Regions from separate parts of the Rattus norvegicus genome. Here region 2 is linked to region 1. Evidence: chromatin contacts called from public Hi-C data. All regions are on one chromosome and are shown on one strand. The core of a region is the stretch at or near the end of the contact, and the rest is flanking DNA. Distances in the headings are between cores, read along the strand shown.

Evidence for each region. A called contact is a pair of places that touch in the nucleus more often than the background predicts.
Region 2: a Hi-C map of liver shows a contact between it and region 1, with 2.5 times the contacts expected there. The contact joins the enhancer-like site here to the promoter of Chd6 in region 1. A contact is called at or near these places in 3 of 12 Hi-C or Micro-C datasets (liver, mammary epithelial cells and prefrontal cortex) and 1 of 1 datasets of contacts at active chromatin or transcription factors (oligodendrocytes).

The regions. Positions count from the first base shown.
Region 1 is chr3:170,175,565-170,179,212 of GRCr8, reverse strand. It overlaps Chd6 (chromodomain helicase DNA binding protein 6), which reads left to right and starts at 1,778. Exons shown (of 37, transcript NM_001107797.1): 1 at 1,778-1,865.
Region 2 is chr3:170,241,626-170,245,273 of GRCr8, reverse strand. No RefSeq gene overlaps it. Among named protein-coding and RNA genes, the nearest start is that of Chd6, 66 kb to the right of the region's middle. Within about 2 kb of position 1,978, at least 59 of the 93 cell types and tissues checked have an H3K27ac peak or open chromatin away from gene starts, as enhancers often do. A contact at or near this core is called in liver and prefrontal cortex, where this site is marked.

The DNA.
Region 1 (3,648 bases), core at 529-3,028:
AGGGCAGGAACTCACAAGGGGTGGGAATCAGAAGGCAGGGGCTGATGGAGTGGCCATGGACGGGTGCTGCTTACTGCCTTGCTCCTCATGACTTGGTCAGCTTGTTTTCTTGTAAAATCCAGGACCATCAGCCCAGGGTTGGCACCACCCACAATGGGCTGGGGTCTCCCCAATGAATTATTACTTAAGAAAATGCCTTACTGCCTTGCCTACAGTCTGAGCGAGGCTCCCTCCTCTGATGACTCTAGCTTGTGTTAGCAGGTTGGTATAAAACTAGCCAGTACAAGAAACAAGAAGAGAATAGGGCCACTGGCTGAAAGACATAGGAAAACTAGTATCTCTAAGAAGCTAAAAATATTCTCTCAGGGAGTACAGAGAGGTTCTGTTAACGTTGTGATTACCCTTGACACACTCAAACCATTCTCATCCTAAACACTTCTGACAAACTGCTTTTGGAGTCAGATTCAGAGTATCCCTCCCTGCTTTAACGAAGGCAAAATGAGCTTTTAAAGTCAGAGTCCAACCAGTTTCCTTTTTCTTCTTTTTCTTTAATTATTCACTAGGGAAACACTCCAGACGGGGCAAGCAGGAGTGAAGAGGAAAAGTGACCACCGGGTCCCAGATTAGGAAGGATGCTATGAGGAATATTCAGTTAGGCAGGGCAGGCTCTAGATTCCTCCTTGCCCTAATTGCTCCTCCCCCATCTTTGGTCTGATGTCCTTCCTCCCGCCATCTGTTTTCTTTATGGCATTTATCACTACCTGCCTCTGTATTCATTTATTTACTTTATTTATTGCCTTTCTTTTGCCTGTTCGGTGAGAGCATGGGCTTTGTCCTATTGACCGCTACATCCTCCATCTCAGATCAATGTCAGGTATTTATTTAGTGGGCACTTAAAAATTAGCTGCTAAAAAAACGAATTACGGAAGATAACAATTGGTTGAATCTCTGTCATATGCTAGGCCCTGTCCTTGAGGATGCTACAAGGATGGTAGTGGAGATAGGCCCGAAAATAAACACACCATGGTTCCACTCCTGATGGTTACTGAAGCATATCCAATGTGCTGCAGGATCCTCAGGGCTGGAAAACTCCCGGGGTGTGCAGGGCCCTGGGAAGAAGCTCCTAGTATGCTAGGGAGCCAGGAGGATCTGCAGTATAAGCAGTTGGAGACTGACGACCAGGCTCCTCGCTTCTCCTGGTCTCTCAGCATCTTCTTTTTTCTGTCCGTTGGGACCTTCACCTCTCCTCGCGTGCGCCTTGCGGGATCTGGGCGCCAGCGGGACTCTTGCACCGTGGGACCCCAGTACATCTTCTCCCACCTCCGGAGAGCCAATACCGAGTTTTCCAGCTTGCTTGCCCACTACCTGTGAGACCTCCACCTGCAGGCTGAGCTCCTGCCGCCTGCCAGCGCTCGGGTCCTCGCCCCTTGCTTGCAAGCCACCGAGTGCTGTACCCCGCCCCGCCCCCTCCGCCCGTGGGACCCCAGCCCCGCCCCGCCCCCGCGGTCGGGCCGCTTCGTTCCGGGGGGGCGGGCCGGGAGCTGCGCTGTCTGCAAGGCGGGGAGAGCTATGCTACGAGGCGGGGCTTTTCCGATATCGACCAATCAGCGCTGCGATCACATCCATGCAAATACGAGCACAATGGAGCGAGCCCATCACTCGCTCCTGCAAGCAAGCTTGAAACGGGCTTCAGTCTGATCAGCAGCCCAGATGACCAATGAGCCTGTGTTTTGGGCAGCCGAAGCCCAATGGCGTGGCAGGGAAGGCGGGCCCGAGCTGGGTTAGGGTGTCCTTGCAGGGTGTCTGAGCTAAACTTCACCAAATAATAGCTGTTTGTATTTTGGCTGCTGCAGGAGCCATTTTAGGTAAGTTCTTCTCTTAACTTTTTATTTTCCTGCCTGACCCCGGCAGACTGGCCTTGCCCGCGGGGACCCTGTCTCCGCCCCGCTGGCCGGGATGGGGCTGCCCTATGAATGGAGCGGGGCTGAGGGGCCGCGGCGGCGCGAGGCCCGGCCGGGCAGGGGTCCGAGCGCGGCCGCGGGCGTATCGCCATGCCTAGGGCCCCGAGGCCTGAGGCGAGGGGCTTGGCGTCCGCCCCTCTGGGCTGCCGCGCGCTCCGGCCGCTCGCCGTCCTTGGGAGAGCGCCGCTGCGGGCCGCGCGCCCAGGCTTGGGGTCCCGCTTCAGACCCCAAACGCGGGCCTTTGCGGCGGGGCGGGGCCTGCCAAGGCCTCCCAGGGGACCCCGGCGGCCCACGGCGCGCGAGGGCCGCCCCTCCGCCCGCCAGCCGCTACCGCCCCCGCGGAGAAGTTGCTCCGCTCCGCGTCCTGCGTCTGTTTGCAGGGGTGGAGGAGGGTGGGCCGGTGCCAGGCTGCTGCTCCGGGAGGGGGCGGGGGACCTGGCGCGTCCCCGGGTCGCGCGCCCCTCCGGCCCGTTCCTCATGCACTAGCGCGCACTCGCCCCGAAAATTGGAGCCCTGAAGACTCCAAGCCACCAAGCTACCCCGCTGCCAAGTTTGGTGCGTTATTAGATTGCATGTTAGAGCTTGCAAAGAAATTAGAGAGAGGGAGGCAATATTAAAAAAAAATCTGCTCCCTTCAGGGCATTTATTTTTCTTCTCTATTGAGAAGTAACGGAGAATGTCCTTCCTAAAATTTCTAGGGACCATGCCTGTCAGATGTGCAGAGGGTTCGGCAGCTCCTTGGGTTTTAAAACGAGGTTATTAGGAAATCCCCGCACTAGTGAGATAATTGAAATGTGAGTTTGTTTGCAGCTTCAGTTTTATTTGATCCAATTAAAAATGCATAAGCATGCACTTTATATTTGTGTACATAGAGTATTCCTAGTTTGAGTTATGACTAATATGACTGTGGTTTCACGAGTGTGGGATCTAATAAGGCAGTATAATTCAATTTTGAGCTCGTAGGCCCGTGTTCTCCAAATTAGGCTTTATAGACCATTAGTAATCTGGCCAAGGTTTCTAGCGAGTCTCTGGCATCTCCGAGCATCTTTCTCCCGGGCTGTGTGTGCCTTTTTCTCCACCCCTTAAAAAACTGTTCATTTCTGCTGTAACAGATTCATGAACAGGGAAAAAAATAGATATTTTAAATATTGACAGTTTTCAAGAGTGTCTGAAATATTTTGCCTAGGATTTGATTATTTCCCAAATGGTATATAAGAATGCCATGCCAGTAGGCCCCCATATTGGCATACTCTGTGGGGAATCTGCTTATGGTGCTTTTGGAAAAGTCTGGACAGACACCACGTTTTCTTCCAGAGCTGTGAATGCTTGACTTATTGTAACAGAGGGAGTGGGTCTGTCTCCTTGACTCTGCGTAGCACGGGAGTTTAGTTGGAAGCCAAGTTGGAAGATCAGGTTGGCAACCTCCGAGAGAGAGTTTTTGTGAACTTTGTGGTTCTCTGGCAACAGAAGGATTTGAGATGTGTGTATGATAAAGTGATTAGGCATGAGTTGTCATGTAGCATGGTTTATGCCAACCAGAGCAGGTGGTTTCACATAAACAGTGCATCCGTCCCTTTAACCAAGGGCTTGGGAAAATGCAGAGTGGTATGGCTTGATTTGGAGTCCCAAGATAGATTTCATACACGGAATATTAGTCTTTTCTATTTAAACTAACCCAAAAGGCTAG
Region 2 (3,648 bases), core at 729-3,228, 66 kb before region 1:
TCTGTATAATGTTGTATCCTTCATCAAGGGATTAAACCACTGGTTAGTCAGAGCTCTGGGGATGTGGTTACTTCCTTAAATCCTATTAACTGAGAAACAAGTCTCTAACAGATGGGCCCTCTGGGGATACTCCACACGGAAACTGTAACAGTCATCATGTGTGAACACAATGTCTCTGTAGAGTTTACAAGAGGCAATGGGTTAGCTGCTTCTTATCTGCTCTAACGAAATACCTGACAAGAGGTGACTTAAGGAGGATGGAAAGGTTTGCTTGGGCTCACGCTTTGAGGGTACAGTCCATAGTGTTGGGGAAGGCTCAGAAAGAGAAGCTTGGGGCAGCTGGGCGTCACAATGCATCCGCAGTCAAGAAGCTGACAGAGATGAATGCTGGTGCTCACCCCACTTCCCCTTTCTATGTGGCTCAGGACCCCAATGACCTGCATGGTGCAGCCCACGTTAGGGCTGAATCTTTATACCTCAGCTACCCCAATCTAGATACTTCCTCACAGGCACATCTAGAGGCATTAACCATCTACCGGCAACGGTGGAGAGAGGGAGGCCAGCCTCTGCTTGTTCTATTCTCAGCCTACCTGCTGCTCCAGCTCCATGAACTTCTCTGAGTCACAGCAAAATATCAAACGTTTTGCTGCCTCAGGTTGCCCCTGTGTTCCTTCTGCCCAGCTACTCCTTTGTTGGCCCTTTAAGAGTTTCCATTCTCAGCCCAGTGTGGTGGCATACACCTTTAGTCCCAGCAATGGCAGGCAGAGGCAAGAGGACCTACGTGAGTTCAAGGTCAAACTAATCAACGCAGTGAGTTCCAGGACAGCCAGGGCTACACAGAGAAACCCTGTCCAGGAAGACTTAACCAGGAGGCAGTGGTACACGCCTTTAATTCAAGCACTTGGAAGGCAGAGGCAGGCAGATTTCTTGAGTTCAAGGCCAATCTGGTCTTCAGAGTGAGTTCCAAGACAGCCAAGGCTCCACAGAGAAACCCTGCCATTAAAAAAAATTTTTTTTATAAAATAAAAATAAAAACCTTCCATTCTCTCAGCCTTCACGTTTCAGATCAAGTGAGTTCCTCTCTGATCTCAGCCTAATGCCCGTCTTCCACTCTTCTCTCCTAAAGCATCCTGCTTCTTATCACACTTAAACTTTTATCATTTGTATTATGTGGTGTCTGACTCCTCCATTAGACTGTAAATTCCAAGCAGAAGGGGTCATTCAGAGTTGTCCCAGGCACCTCCACAATACCTGACAGCCCGCTTACATTTTTAATAAGTACTTAATAAATCAACCAGGATAGCTAGGAAATCAAGGCTCAAAATAACAATATGCCAGCCAACACGGTGAGAAAAGATCGCTCCTCAGGCACGTATGAGACCAGAGTAGTTCAGACAGTGCCCAGTTCTAACTGTACTTCTGTCTAGCTTGGGCAGGCCAACAATTCTTTATTCATCCCTCAGGAAACTGAGAATCAACAGAGGGCTGCAGCTTGGCAGAGCGGAGGTTTTCCAAGTCTGGGGGGCTGGGGACAACGCCAGTGTTGGCCCAAGGGATACCTACCTGAAAGATAAGCCACCTCTCCAATACGGCGGGCGTTACTGCCTATACAATTCTTTAAAAAGATCCCCACCTACCTCCAAACCTCATGTGCACAGCACCATAGCTCTTAATAACGTCTCAAAGCTTCCCAAGAACAGCAGGTGTTGGGGGAGTAATTTAGGGCCATTATTTTCTCGTTTTACAGTTTTTCTATTTCTCAGTAAATCTCTCTAAAAGGTGATTACTAGAAACCCAAGTCTGGGAACGCTCAAGATAAATGGATGGAAGGAAAACCCCTGCTCTGGGACACCCTGTCCCTACTCTCAGACGTTCTTCCACAGCGCCTTCTGGCGGAAGGGAGGAACCAGCGTGGACAACCACCAGTCTTTTCCAGTGATTATTGCCTCTCTGCCAATTGCCGCTGCAGCAAAGAGACCAGGGCGTCACAGAACTACAAGCTAAAGCTACTACATTTCCCAGCGGGCCTCGAGGCAAGTTGGTTCTGAGCAAAGGCTCTGGCTCGATTCCCTTGCTCAAAAGTGAGATGTTTAAAAAAAAAAAAAGTTTACTCTTCATCACAGTCGATGAAGCCCTTACGGACTCAGGAAATCACGCACTGCTCGCATCTAGAGGAAGTAGAAGCCGTAAGGTTTTCTGGGAAATGTAGTTTTCAAGACGACTTCTAGGAATCAGAGGGACGAGCTTTTAAAAATACGTAGAGATGAGTTAGGTTGTATCACACGATTTCCGCAGTCAGCTGTCATCTAACTGTGAGTGTAAGATCCTGGGCTCAGAGCAAGTAGCGTCCAGCACTGCCTAGACTGGACTTCCAGATTGGCTTCCTTTGCTATTCCGTATTAGCATATTCTCGCTAGCCCCGTCTCTCCATCTTTACAGACTACGGGACCTCCTCATGCTGTTTTAACAGCTGCTGCCTATGCGGCAGCGATAGAAATGCTCTTAACAGCTTCATAACGTTAGTGAAGAAGCCATTAATGGTCTATCAGATCGCCTTGTCTTTGGGAACTCTTTCACTACCTGTTCTCACCTTATCATTTAGTCTTCACCCATGGCTATGTGTGACTCCACAAAGGTTCCATTACACTTAATCAGTTTCCTGTTGTATTTTGCCCCTTAGCCAGCCTAGATCTTAGGAATCCGTGGATCCCTCAATAACATTTTGGAACACCAAACACTTGGTTAGTATAATTACCTGATCTGAGTAGGCTAGGATTTCCTCGAAAACCTCAGTACCTAATCTAACATGTTGCTAGCACAGAAACCAACATGCCAGAGTACAGTGGACAGGTAAATAACTTACAAATCAGTAATTAAAATGGGGAAATTGGGTAAAGCGTAAGTCACAGAAGAAGAAATGAAATGACCATTTTATCAGCAGGAAAATGTAAAGCAAGACACAGTAAGATACCGTTCTAAAAAAACCAGGTTGGGAAGATTTAAAAACCTTACTCCCTTCATTCATCTGTTGGTGGTCACTGTGTTGGAAGGAAGGTAAGCGAATGGAGAGAGGCCGCTGAGAACCATAGCTGTCCACAGCCTGTGTTTGCTGAATTCCATCTCCCATTACACTTCACGTTTGTCCTCTAAAGACACAAGAATGAAAGGCAGAACAAAGCAAAGCGGTAGGGCAGTATTCTAGACTGGAAACTTGGTGAGAAGAGAAAAATATTAACGTTCAAGAGAAACATAACACAGATAGAGAAACAAGAAATAGGAAAAGTCAGCAGAGTGATATGTTGAAATAGGTGCGTTTGGGGGATGGGGAGGAGGGATGAGGCCTTTTCCAAAGCCTTGTGACAGGGGATTGTTTCCGATGAAATGCCAAGCATGAGCAATGGTTTCTATTCCAGATTTTTTAAAAAAATTAAAAGATTATAGCCAAAAAATTTTCCCTTGATTAGCAGCAGGCATATCAATAAGTAATCCAACTTCAAAAATTAACTTTTCAAAAGAAGTTTCTTTTTTATTTTTCCTTGAGGGTAAAAAGAGATCCCCAACTGGTAGGAGGCTCGAGCATATTAAAGTCCCCTACTGCACCACCTCGGTAATGCCAGACCCCCAAGCAGGATGGGCCGCTGCTGTCAT